2 separate regions of the Mus musculus genome follow, and region 2 is linked to region 1. Evidence: chromatin contacts called from public promoter capture Hi-C data. All regions are on one chromosome and are shown on one strand. The core of a region is the stretch at or near the end of the contact, and the rest is flanking DNA. Distances in the headings are between cores, read along the strand shown.

Region 1 (3,347 bases), core at 462-2,961:
TGGGTAAATTGTGAGTGAGCCTGAGGAGAGGGCTTATTCCTCTTATTCCTCTTTCCTAGCCCCCAAATCCTAAAGATTCTTCCTAGCCACTGACCTTGCTGGGCCACGCTCCCTATTGCCTGCAGCATTTTGCCCTGTGCATCAAACTCATTGCTGCGTGGTTTGTGCCTGATGTGCCCCAGAAAGTGAAGAATGAGGTTCTGCAGGAGAAGTATGACAGAATTCGCCATAGAATGCGGTAGGGATGTAGAGGCTCACCTGGCTGGAGCAGGTCTCTGCCTGGGGACAGGCCTGGCCTCCGACCCATACCAACCCTATCCTTCCTGCAGCTTCAGTTCCAGGAGCACGGATGTATAGACGACCTGGGGCAGGTGGAGAAATGCCACTTTCCAGGAGCCTGGACTAGGAATAAGTCCCCACCTCTACAGCTTGCCCCTATCCATAACAATGTGTATGTATGTGTTGAGGGAGGCTGTAAAATGGCCCATGTATATGTAGGATCCTGGATGGTCTACATATATGTTAATACATGAAGATCAAAGGAGGGCCTAGACTATATGTAGGTGTATATGGGCATCCTACGAAGCCCATGTGTATATGTTAACCACGGGAGACTTGTATATGTAGGGATCATTGAAATCCATGTATATTTAGGGTATTTATGAACGGCACAGATGTGCCTGTGGGGTTTGCTTCAACTTTCCTACGGTTCAGATTGGTACAGACCTGACTTGAGACTCTTGAATGACCCTAGTACCTATAGAACTGCAGGTTGCTCATAAAACCCCCATGCAGTAAAATTAGCCTAAATGCCATGGACCTCCTGGCTTCTGGGCCTCAGATCCTGCTCTGTGGCCTCCTGCTTTGTGGGAAGCCATGGACCTCCTGGCTTCTGGGCCTCAGATCCTGCTCTGTGGCCTCCTGCTTTGTGGGAAGCCTAGAGAGTAACTTCTGGATCCCCTCCCTCCCAGTTAACCTGGATCCGTACAGCGGCAAAACTTTTTACAAGCAAAATAAACCTGTGTGTATTGATTTCTGAGCCTCATGATGTAGATCCAGTTTCTAGAGATTATTTCTTCCCTGGGCTAGATTGAGATGGGATGAATTATGGCAGCCTGGGGCCACCTGGCTCTTCTTTGGTTTGCCTCATTGTCTTTGGTTTTTGTTTGGTTGGTTGGTTGGTTTTTCAAGACAGGGTTTCTCTCTATAGCCCTGGCTGTCCTGGAATTCACTTTGTAGACCAGGCTGGCCTCGAACTCAGAAATCCGCCTGCCTCTGCCTCCCGAGTGCTGGGATTAAAGGCATGCGTCACCACCGCCCGGCTTTGCCTCTTTGTCTAAGCGCGGGGCACCTTATGGAAGAAGGTTCTTCCAAATATCTGGGGTTTTGAGTGGCAAGAGAAGACACGGGGTCAGTTATGAGTGGGATGTGAATCAAGAAAGACTTTCTGGAGGAAAAGGAAGAGTTTGGGCTGGAGAGGCAAAACACCATGACAGTCAGCAGGGTGGCCCTTTGCGGGTTGCGCTGGTTGGGCTCCTTTGGTCAAACCAAACCCTGCCCCTAAGCCGGGAAGTTTGAAGATCCCGGGACGGAACTTCCTACACTCACCAGCACTAGCCTCAGGCTTAAAGCGGGACACTAGGTCCGCCCTAGCCCTGCCTGCGGGGCGGGGCTGCACCTGCCGCTGGGTCTGTCGCCGCTGCGCACCTCGGACAGGTAAACTGTCAGCTTCCGCGCGAGTCTCAGGTGGGTGGCAGTCGTGACTCAGACACGCGGAGGTGAGTAGAGGTCCTGGTTCCTGGAGCCGCTCCAGTTTTAGGGTTGAGGACCTGGGAGCACTTTGCTCCGAGGAGCCTTGGGGCCATGGTCCCGCAGGAAGTAGCTCTGAACCAGACGGGTTTCCCGCTCAGCCCGGAAGCTCGAGAGCACTGCGTCCAGTCCCCTTCTCTGGCCTTGCTCTTTTCATTCTGCCCAACATGGTCAATAGCTTCCTCTTGATTTAAGTGCAAGCCTGTAGAGGCGGGCGAGGGGTCGTAATACCTCGCCTTCGCTCCCAACAAACGTATCTCAAACCTAAGCAAGTCTAGGACACCTGAGCAGAGTGAGAGGCTGGCAGGGACCCGGGCTCGCGGGGACCCTAGCAGAGCCTTCGCCTCCTGTGAGCGCCAGCGTTCGGTGCGCGCCCAGACTAGCTGTCGGCGCGCTTCCGCTCTCCGTGCGCGTCCCCATCTTCTGCACGCGTGCCTGATAGGTCGGCTTGCCTCACCTGTTGAGTTCCGGGAAACAGGTCGTGCGCCACCCGCAGAAGACCAAGGGCAAGAAGTAGGAGCTGGATGAACTCGGGGAATTGGTCTCCTCGAGGCCTTTTATGCACACTCCTTTCTTTAAAGAAAGATATGTGGGGATCCAACACACACCAGAAACAGGGGCGGCGCAAGAGTAGCGCTGAGCAGCACCCAGGTGTCGAGATGCTGAGCAGCAAAAAACCGGATCCACAAGTGGGGAGCGGGCCTGGGGCTTCGAGCTCCGAAGCTCCAGAACACTCACTCATCTGATAGCACAGGATGCCCCTATAGCTCAAGGACTGTGCCTCCAGGACCTGGGCCTTCCAGGAACCTCAAAATACGGAGGCAATGCTGAGTGATCCGAGGGTCTAGGCTGGGATTTAAATTCTGAGGCCCTGGAGTGCCTTCAAAAGACTGCAGAGGCAAATATCTGAGGCCATCTGAGTTTTTATGCAAGAGTGGCCTGAGGCTGGGGTATGGGATAGAACAGTGGTTCTCAACCTTCCTTTAATACAGTTCTTGTTGTGGTGACTCCCAACCATAAAGTTATTTTTGTTGCTACTTCATAACTAATTTTGCTACTGTTATGAAGCTGCAACTCTTTAATCTTTAATACAATTCCCCATGTTGTGGTGACCCCCAACCATAAGGTTATTTTTTTTTCTTTTTTTTGGGGGGGGGGTTCGAGACAGGATTTCTCTGTGTATCCCTGGCTGTCCTGGAACTCACTTTGTAGACCAGGCTGGCCTTGAACTCAGAAATCCGCCTGCCTCTGCCTCCCAAGTGCTGGGATTAAAGGCTTGGGCCACCACAGCCAGGCTTCATAAGATTATTTTCATTGCTGCTTCATAACTGCAATTTTGCTACAAAATTTGATTTTGATACAAATTCATTGTTATGAATTTACAATTCATAACAGTAGTAAAGTTACAATACTGGGCTGGTGGGATGGCTCAGCAGGTTGCTCTTCTGAAGGTCCTGAGTTCAAATCCCAGCAGCCAAATGGTGGCTCACAACCATCTGTAATGAGATCTGATGCCCTCTTCTGGTGTGTCTGAAGGC
Region 2 (3,347 bases), core at 453-2,952, 2.4 Mb before region 1:
GCTCACAACCACCTGTAACAAATTCTGACACACTCTCTCTTCTGGAGTGTCTGAAGACAGCTACTGTGTACTCACATACAATAAATAAATCTAATATATATATATATATATATATATATATAGAGAGAGAGAGAGAGAGAGAGAGAGAGAGAAAGTTATCCCTGGTTCCACCGTTAGGGCCCCACTGCCTTCGCCCGACATCCCATCAAGGGCCCCGAGCTGCACCCAGGTAGGCATCTTGGGTTCGGGTACCTGCTTTCTCCGGGAGAGAGTGGGTGTATTCCTGCTTTCTCCGGGAGAGAGTGGGTGTATTTCGGGTGGATGAGCCCTCCCAGGTGTTTCTTGATAGAGGCCCTTCCTTAGTGACCCGGAAAGGTCCCACCCCACAATAGCTTGGGTCCTCCCACTTCACCAGGGCTAGTTCTCCCGCCCCGGAGCTCGCTCCACCCACCCTGGGATCTGGGCTAGCCCGCAACACAGTCTCTGAGCATTCATTGGCCAATCAAGACACGCCTCCTGAGGCTCCCCCCCCCCCCCCACGGGGCTTGCGAGGTTCCCAGTGTTAAGCCTCAGCCCTGCCCTGGACTCTGGTTCCAAGGAAGTTGGAATTCTGACCACTCAAGCACCACAGGGTGTTCATTTAGGGTTGGAGAGTGAAGACTAGGAGAAGAAGGAGGAGGAAGAGGAGGGGGTATGGCTCTGGGATCCAGAAGAAGGGAAAGCAGAAGCCAGGAGAGGCACAGTGATACTACACTTGTGTGGGCAGTTCTTGTGCTCCAAATCTCTCTCCACTGACCAAAAGGCTTCTGGAAGCTATAGAAATGCCCCTCCCCCTGTCTGTCCTGTTCTCACATTTCTGGAGGGTCAACACTCTGGCCCTGACCAGTACTATCCATATTCATTCATCTTCAGACAGATTGATCACTGCTAGGAAACCAGACGCTCTTTTACACGCCCACCCCACCTCTCTACCTTGCAGCCGAGTAGGGTCAAGTCACAGGCCACAACATGAAAATCAGATCTCCTTTGCTGCATGCACACCCCAGCTCAGCAGATCAGAAAAGGGAGGAACTGGGACAGGGTGCCCAGGGATGCCCAGTGAGAACATGTCTCAAACTGGGCAGTTAGAGGCATGGCTATTGGCATTCTAACCAATGGATCAGGCCCAAGGCTCTGTCTGTCCCCAGGTATGTGCCGTATGCTTGGGGTAGATTCCACCTTGAAAATTGGGATGGGAGATGTGTTGCAGGTGTGGATGTTAAGTGTTCTCAGTTCCTCTGCCAAGAGGTTGTAGGAACCCATCCCAGCTCCCGGAGGGTTGGAGGAGACCCAGTTAGCCAGGGCTTCCATGAGGGATGAGAGGGAGGCTGATTATGGAAAGGAGAGGACTCTGAGGCCAGGAATCTCAGGACTCCTGGGGTCCAGAGTCCAGGCCCTTCTGAAGTCCATGGGGGTAGAAGTGAGGGATAGTTCCTGTCAGGTCAGCTCCCTGATGGGGTTAATTCTTACCTAGTGTGCAGGTGACATCTTTATTGGTGTCAGGGTTTTGGGGGCAGAGCTTGGGGGTTGAGTAAGACTGCCTCAGGATAGTTTGGGGAAGGCCAAAGGTCCTCCAGCGTTCATAATAAACAGCAATGGGAGCAGGCTACTTACCCACAAGCAGAGCTTGCAGTTGTGGGGGAACCGGCAGGCCAGGCCGAATGATTCTAGCTTTTGTGCTTGTTCTGAACAGGCTCCAGAGGGGTGGGGCACTTCCTGGTTGTGAGGGAGTGTGGTAAAATTGCCCTTCTGGCTAGAGAGGAACAGGGAACCCTAGAACCTGGGATCACCTCCTGAAGAGGAAGTAGCTTTCTCTAGGGATCAATATCACTCACATGAGGCCACTGTTCTGCCAAGGGGACCAACCCAGGCTGCTGTAGGAAGGGCTGATTCTTATCTGGAGCCAGGTTGGGAGGCAGCTTCCCAGTGGGGTCCTAAGGAGAAGCACAATGTATCAGGTGTAGGAAGGGTAAGTCAGGCAGTAAGAACAGTGTGGCAGGGCATAGGGGTGAGCTCAGGCAACTGAGAACACCTGATAGGGCTTAGACTTAGGGGGTCCTGCGGGGTTAGGGGCAAAAATAGAGGGGTGTGAGCATGGCCACAGGTGCAGAGAAAGTGACTACTGTGTGCTGGTGTTCAGGATAGCCCGGAGCTTCCCCAAGAAGAGAGATGCTGCCTATATGATTTCCTGGGCCTAATGATGTGTCTATGAAGCAGGAACCTCCTTCATCCATAACCATTGAGTACCTACTGTGTGCAGGTGACCTATTTAGTGGATATCATTTGTTTATTTTTGCCAATTTCATACATGTATACAATGTATCTTGTTTGTATGCACACTTAACTTTCTCTTCCCATTTCCCCTCTAATAACCTCCAATATACCCCTTTCTTCTTTCATTCTCTCTGTCTCTGTCTCTCTCTATTTCTCCTCTCTCTTTCACTTTAGAGTTCCGTGAGTGCCACTTGTTAGACTGTTGACTGATGCTATTGCCTTGATCTTGTTGAGGTAGCTATGGCTACAGTGAATTCCTTCCCATCCTCTGGCTCTTACAGTCTTTCTGTCCCCTGAACCTTGGAGGTCAGGTTGATGCAGATGCCCCATTTAGGGCTGAGCTGTCCACAGTCACTCATTCAGCACTGAGTTATGAATTTCTTCCTCAACTGTTGCTCACTGCAGAGAAGCTTCCCTGGCTAAGACTAAGAACAGCACTAGCCTTTGTCTACAAACGAACATTTAGAAGGGAGTTTGATGACATTCACTTAGCAAGACAACAGGAGTAGATTCCCTAGAGCCTATGACCGCCCCCCCCCCCCACGCCATATTTTGACTGAGTTCACAGTACCAGGGATGAATTTCCTGCTGTAGAGCAGGACTTGGTCCAAACCAAGAGTGATTGGTTACCCCCAGACCATTTGCACTGAATCTGCACATCTTGCTTGGTGGGTTGGTGTTGTAGCATGCAGGGTTGGCTGCTGGGTAAGACCACGGATGGCTTTTCTCTCCCTGTGGCCTGCTAAGCACCATCCAGCACTGTGAAAGCCAGCCAGCAGGCTTTCAGGCTAGTTCCGGCTGGTTTCTCTGATGTCCTGGAATCAAAATGCATTGAGCAATGGGTCTATGCCCTTTGTGTGTGTATATCCATGTATGTTGGTGCCTGTAAAGGTCTGAGGTCAATAGCAGGTATTATTGATTCCTCAGCAGCTGTCCAGTCTCACTGGGACCACAGGGATTGTCAGTCTCCACCCACCTCCACAGCACTTAAATATCAAACTGCTACTGGAAAATCACTCTCCTGATTGAATTGT

Evidence for each region. Promoter capture Hi-C pulls out the DNA fragments that hold promoters and counts their contacts.
Region 2: a promoter capture Hi-C map of pre-B cells shows a contact between it and region 1, with 4 times the contacts expected there. The contact joins the promoter of Slc22a18 here to the promoter of Sigirr in region 1. A contact is called at or near these places in 2 of 39 promoter capture datasets (liver and pre-B cells).

What each region holds. Positions count from the first base shown.
Region 1 is chr7:141,098,910-141,102,256 of GRCm38.p6, reverse strand. It overlaps Sigirr (single immunoglobulin and toll-interleukin 1 receptor (TIR) domain), which reads left to right and starts at 1,711. Exons shown (of 10, transcript NM_001355055.1): 1 at 1,711-1,778. Ano9 (anoctamin 9) reads left to right here. Exons shown (of 24, transcript NM_178381.3): 23 at 126-238; 24 at 330-1,038. The coding sequence ends at 357.
Region 2 is chr7:143,472,144-143,475,490 of GRCm38.p6, reverse strand. It overlaps Slc22a18 (solute carrier family 22 (organic cation transporter), member 18), which reads right to left and starts at 1,702. Exons shown (of 11, transcript NM_008767.3): 1 at 1,654-1,702.